Linked DNA regions of Oryza sativa: region 1 is linked to region 2. Evidence: chromatin contacts called from public HiCAR-type data. All regions are on one chromosome and are shown on one strand. Each heading gives the region's core, a stretch centred on a gene start, on an enhancer-like site or on the middle of the called end of the contact. The rest is flanking DNA. Distances are from core to core; before and after follow the strand shown.

Region 1 (3,172 bases), core at 135-2,634, 160 kb before region 2:
GTGCCATGACTGCCGGATCGGACGGCTGATGTGGGGAAAGGGCACTGTTATACTGTAGCAGATCGGAGGCCTCTCAGGGGCCGATTCACTGTCCATAGTGGCTGAGGAAAACTAAAGATTTAACGATTTTGCTATATCTCACTCGAAAGATTTTTTCTTATCTCTCACTCGATTTTCTTACTCAAATTTACAGTGTATTTTCTTGTAAGTTACAGTGTAATTTATGAAACTTACACTGTAACTTTTGTAAGTTACACTGTAATTTTTGAATCTTCACATGTAAATTTTAAATTTTGTATTTGATTTGGTCTTTTTCTTGAGGATATGGTAATTTAATGTTCATTATGGTGTTTCTTAATTGCTTTTTCTTTTTATTATATCTATCGGATTTTAATACAAAGATTAAAAATCTGTGTGATACGATTATAAAAATCTTTCGAAAGATGTATAGGTACTATGATATGATTCCCTTGGCACAGCAGTGGGAGGCCCAGAGCAAAGGCTCTCTTTGTTATTTTTACAAATCTTGAGTCGTCGGCCGCGGCGGAGCACAGGATGCGGAGAAAGGTCAAGGGAGGGCGCGCGAGGTTGCGTGCTGCGTGGCGATGGAGAGGGTGACAGGAACTAGCAGCGGGTGGGGTATCGGCGGTGCAGCGCGTGAGGGAGGGAGTTAGGGTTTGAGGTGGGGGTTGGCGGCGAGGTGAGGCAAGGCCACCACGGCGCAGCGGCGAACTGGCGGCGGAGGGGATCGGCACGATGGGGAGTGCGCAGAGGAGGAGAGGCCGGTGAACAGGGATGGGAGGAGGTTGGAGCGATCTGCGGAGGGGAGTACGCAACGGGCGACCGTGTCCGCCTGAGGAGGGCGTGATTGGGGATCACACGCGGAGGAGGGGAGATTATCTGAGCCGCTGGATTCACGTATTATCAGCCGTTGGATTTGATGAATGAGTAATGTAGGTGTTTGAGTAAGTTGGTGAATTATTATAGGGTAGATTATTACTAAATACGTGGACTCACATATTTGTTTAATTTTTCTCTAATAATAATCATATTCTCCCTTACATGTAGGTCTGATTGGTATTTTTATTTTTATTTTGATTCTAGTAACACGTAAGCACCACATGGAATAAAGACCAAGTTAACAAGTGCCATATATGTCAGTCAAAACCGCCCTCAATACTGCTTAGGAACTCAATTTGTACTGATTTTGCATGTTGGAGGACACTTAATAACCTGTTTTGTTTTGCCTTGAGGGAGGTGAATAGAATTCGCCGTCTATTTTGAGGGATCTCTAGTGAACTTATTGCAAAAACAAAATAGAGTTATGGGCCAGTCCGGCCCACTATTACCTCATTAGAATTTCATTTGACAACACCAAAGGACAGCCTCCACTCCCCCCACCTGCTCCTCCCCAACCCTAAACCTCCTCTCGTCTACCCCATGGCGTCGCCGCCGCCGCCTCCGAAGCTGCCGGTCCCCGGCCGCCGCAACATCCTCGTCACCAGCGCGCTGCCCTACGTCAACAACGTCCCTCACCTCGGGAACATCATCGGCTGTGAGCCTCCTCCCTCGATTTTGCTTTTTGTTTGTTAGCTTTCCTTGCGCTGACGGATTCAGCTAGTTCTTGCTGCTGATTGATTGGTTGATTGATTGATTGATGGTGGCGGTTGCGATGCAGGCGTGCTCAGCGCCGACGTGTTCGCGCGCTACTGCCGGCTGCGGGGCTACAACGTCATCTACATATGCGGCACCGACGAGTACGGGACGGCCACCGAGACCAAGGCCATGGAGGAGAAGTGCTCGCCCAAGGAGATCTGCGACAAGTGAGAGAGGCTTCACCTTCCCTCTGCTTCTAATTTAATTTGGTCTCTCTCACCCTGTTAGTAATCGTATATAGGATTTTGTCTGGGTTTATTATAATTTTGGTTGCGATGGCACTAGTTAGTACAAAAACAGTGTGGTTTAGCTTCAATATGAGCTGACGAATTGAATTGACTAGTCGCAGCAGATGCACTTATAGATTTTTTATTTTCCATGACACTCATCGACAGTGGCGGTTGGTGGTCGCACTCTCTGCTTACAACCATAAGATTATGCGCATTAAGTAATATGACGTGCCAAGTATGTTCGTAAACAATTGAAAGTGATGTAGAGTGACAGATCCCATAATTTTTGGAAAGACCATCGCAAACTTTTTTTTAGTTGTAGTTCACAAATGCATGAGTCAGTTGCCTTTCTTTCATGTCCTGTAAACTTAGCACATGAAAAGCGAAGGCATTTTCTTCATAGAGAGCTTTTCCTGTTGAAAATAGGTATCATGCTGTCCATAGTGAGGTTTACAAATGGTTTGACATAAAGTTTGACAAGTTTGGACGGACATCCTCTCCCCAACAGACTGAAGTCTGCCAAGCAATTTTCCAAAAGTTGATGGAAAACAATTGGCTCACAGAAAACACCATGCAGCAGGTATAGATGATTCTTGGTCTTATCCCTGTGTATCTGTCTTTTCATATTCTATCTTTTACACAATATATATTCCTTTTGCAGCTGTACTGTGATACTTGCCAACGATTTTTAGCGGATAGGCTCGTGGAGGGGAAATGTCCAACTGAAGGCTGTAATTATGAGGCGGCGCGAGGTGATCAGTGTGAAAACTGCAGCAAATTGTTGAATCCAACTGAGCTAATTGATCCCAAGTGTAAGGTAAGCTAATTTGTTCATTGAGCATCATTTTTTTATTGCTGCATGATACAAAGCACATAGAGTACTGTGAAGTTTTAATTATGCTTTCCTTTTGCCCTCTATCTTTCTGTAGGTCTGTAAGAATACTCCACGTGTCCGTGACACAGATCACTTATTCCTTGAGCTTCCTCTTTTGAGCGACAAGTTGGTAAACTATATCAATGAAACTTCTGTAGCTGGTATGTGGAGTCAAAATGCTATTCAGGCAACAAACGCATGGCTGAAGGAAGGTTTGAAGCCACGCTGTATCACCCGAGATCTCAAGTGGGGTGTTCCTGTTCCACATGAGAAATATAAGGACAAGGTTTGTGCATATCAGATCTGAAGAAGTCCTGCTTATGTTCTATTTACTTTATCTCTAATGATTTTTTTTTATTTTTAGGTGTTCTATGTTTGGTTTGATGCACCGATTGGCTATGTATCTATCACA
Region 2 (3,134 bases), core at 343-2,842:
TTCTATCATCCACTAGTCCTGCCTTGAAAGCATATGCATGAACCTGTTTCACCATTTCAAAGTAACCCAATTCAGCAGAAGCACTCAGTACATTGTTTAAACTAATCCTATCCAGACTCGGTTCAGACTTGTTCAAGAGACTAAACAACTTCAGGACTTCTTCCGGATGGTTGTGTTGGGCACAGGCAGTAAGAATGCTGTTCCAGGTTACAACGTCCTGATCCTTTATCTCATGAAAAACATCCATCGCAGAGGATAAATCTGAACACCTTGCATACATGCTGAGTAAAGAATTGCAGACTGAAACATCCCCATCTAAACCCAATTTGACCAAGTAGGAGTGGATCAGCCTACCATGATATAGGGCATCACGGCCAACACATGCACACAACAGGCCCCTAACAGTAATACCATCAGGCCTCAAACCAGAGTCTCTCATCTCAGAGAACAGGACCAAGGCCTCACTAAGTAGGCCCTCAACAGAGTATGCATTTACTATGGAATTCCAAGAAACTAAATCCGGTGCCTCAATCCTGTAAAATGCTACCCTTGCAGAGTCCAGATTCTTGCATCGCGCATACATGTCGCTCAGTGAGCATCCTACATATAAATCACGGTCCAACCTATACTTGATGGATAAGCCATGAATCTGCTCTCCATACTCCCAGCTGCCCACAGCCCCACATGCACGAAAGGCACTACCAAAATGAAACTCGTTCGGATGATGCGAGCCCTCAACAATCATCTCCCTGAAAACCTGTAGTGCCTCCATTTCAAAACCTTGTTGAGCAAACCCAGCGATAATTGACCCCCAGGAAATTAAGTCTTTATCTTTAATCCTCTCAAAGAGCATGAATCCATCGTCAACCAAGCCATTCTTGGAGTACATTGTGACGAGTGCGTTCTGCACAATCAGGTCACTGCCTCTCTCTGACTTCAACGCATGCGCATGCACCTGCCTCCCGGTGCCGACGTCCCCAAGCTCCGTGCAAGCACGCACGGCACTGCCGAGGGCAAACTGGTCTGCGGCAGTTCCTGACCGTAGCATGGACGAGAACAACCCGAGAGCGTCACCGGCGCGGCCGTTCTGCACGTGCGCGGCGATGACGGAGGCCCAGGAGACGGGGTTCCTGGCGGGCATTTCGTCGAACACCTGGCGGGCGGAGTCCGGGGCGGCGCACCGCCCGTACATGGTGATGAGGTGGTTGCCGAGGACGGTGTTCCCAGCGAGCTGTGCATCCGGCGAGGAGGATGAGGAGGCCACGAGGTGGCGGTGGACGCGGCGGCCTTGCGGGAGGGAGCGCAGGCGGGAGCACGCGGAGACGAGGGCGGCGTAGGTCGCGGCGGTGAGAGGGGCTGGGGCGGCGGCGGCGGAGGCGGGGGAGGAGGAGGGGAGCGACTCGAAGGCGCGGAGGGCGGCGGCGAGCCTGCCGGCGTGGTAGAGCTGGAGGATGGTGCCGTTGGGGTTCTGCATCGGCGGCGGCGGCGGTGGCGGCGGCGGGGTCGTCGGAGTTGGGAGGGGGCCACTTAGCAGTGGCGCACTGGCGCGGTGGCTTCTGGAGCTGCTCTGATGGCGTAGCAGCCGTCCGATCGGGAGAGAACGGACAAGATGTGAGCTTTTTAATTAGTTGCTGATTGGTTACCATTTTTGTAGTGCTCTTTCTTTTTTGTTCTTTATTTACTCTATTACATATAAACATCATGCTTATATTATCTATAATTTTATAATTTATTAAATTTTATAGCTTTTCAAATGCAAGCATATTATATCATCATCACACATAATTCATATAATATTTAAATGTCTCTTCATCTTTTTTTATAACATCTTATATACATATATAGTTTATTATAACTCCTAACTTAGTTAATGTTCTCTCTCTTCTCTCACTAAGCAATATCACATCAATTGTTTTTGTCCTATGGTCCAAATTATCTCCCTTATTTTTTTCTTTTATTAAGTCATATCATCTCAATTGTTTTTAGCCATTAGATGATTATTCTATTATCCAAACTCTCTCTATCTCCTTTTCTTTTCTCATAAGACTATAACAACTTACTTTTACATTTAAATTATCGTTCTATATACTATTTAAATTTAAACTATCATGAACCATGTTAACTTATATAAGTTTATATTGTCTAGCTATCTTACACATTACTTAACTTAGTGCTATCATACTAAACTCACACAGCAATGTGTGGGGTTTCACCTAGTTTTATATATAAAAGAAACATAATAGTCTTACGCAAAGAGATATAGAAAAGAGTCAATTGCACTTTGGGCTAGGAATTTTTACCTAAGTTTCACTTTGAACAAGGGGTGAAGTTATCTTATCACTTTGGACTAGATAAATTTACAAAAATTTCAAATTGGACCACCCTTCTTCTCCATCTCTTCTCTTCCCTCCTTTTCTCTATTAAGCAGCTGCGCCGTGGATGATCAATCAAAACACTGGGATCCCTTCTCTCTCTGCTCTGTTCCTGAGCTTGAGGAACCAGCAAAATCAAGCCTGGTGATAGCTGGTTGTTGTAGCTGTCGCAGTGTCGCTTGCAAGCTCAATACAGTGATTTGCTCTAAGCTCACTTGATTTTTTTAAGGGGAAAATGGTAGAAGTCAAGCAGCTAAATCAAGGAGTAAAAGAAATCAAGGTCAGATGGAATATTGATTGGTTTATTATGTTGCTGGTAAGCTCGCTAATGAAATCACAAAAAAAATAGTCCAATGTGCAACAGAAAGTAAGAAAACCTGAACCAAAGTGAAAACATTAGATATAACCTAGTCTAAAATGAAACTCGGGCAATAATAACCGACCCATAGTACAATTCAATATAAATTTTACAATCACCTAAATACATTTTTACAATAGGAACTTATATGTAAACTTAATCTTAGTTAATTTCTAAAAAATAACTAGTGCAAGATAAAATCATGAAAAAAATAATGTATAGTTGGGGTGAGATATGTTTGTGGGTGAGTGGATAGTTGAGGGTTAAAAATATGTAGAAATTTGAATTGGAGTTGATGGCTGACTAACTATCACTATTAGAAAAACAATTTTTGTCGTGGCCAAAACACGTTTTTCAGGCGGCCAAATACTCCACCTGTACTAAAGACCTGCAGCGGACCTTTG

Evidence for each region. HiCAR-type assays count read pairs that join an accessible place to other places.
Region 1: a contact with region 2 is called in a HiCAR-type map of leaf, with 2.7 times the contacts expected there. The contact joins the promoter of LOC4341140 here to the promoter of LOC4341131 in region 2. A contact is called at or near these places in 3 of 15 Hi-C or Micro-C datasets (leaf mesophyll, panicle and seedling) and 1 of 4 datasets of contacts at active chromatin or transcription factors (leaf).

The regions. Positions count from the first base shown.
Region 1 is chr6:19,002,333-19,005,504 of ASM3414082v1, reverse strand. It overlaps LOC4341140 (probable methionine--tRNA ligase), which reads left to right and starts at 1,384. Exons shown (of 17, transcript NM_001423994.1): 1 at 1,384-1,555; 2 at 1,679-1,823; 3 at 2,313-2,466; 4 at 2,548-2,703; 5 at 2,816-3,046; 6 at 3,125-3,172. The coding sequence starts at 1,441.
Region 2 is chr6:18,845,659-18,848,792 of ASM3414082v1, reverse strand. LOC4341131 (pentatricopeptide repeat-containing protein At3g53360, mitochondrial) reads right to left here and starts at 1,592. Exons shown (of 5, transcript XM_015787806.3): 1 at 1-1,592. The coding sequence starts at 1,474.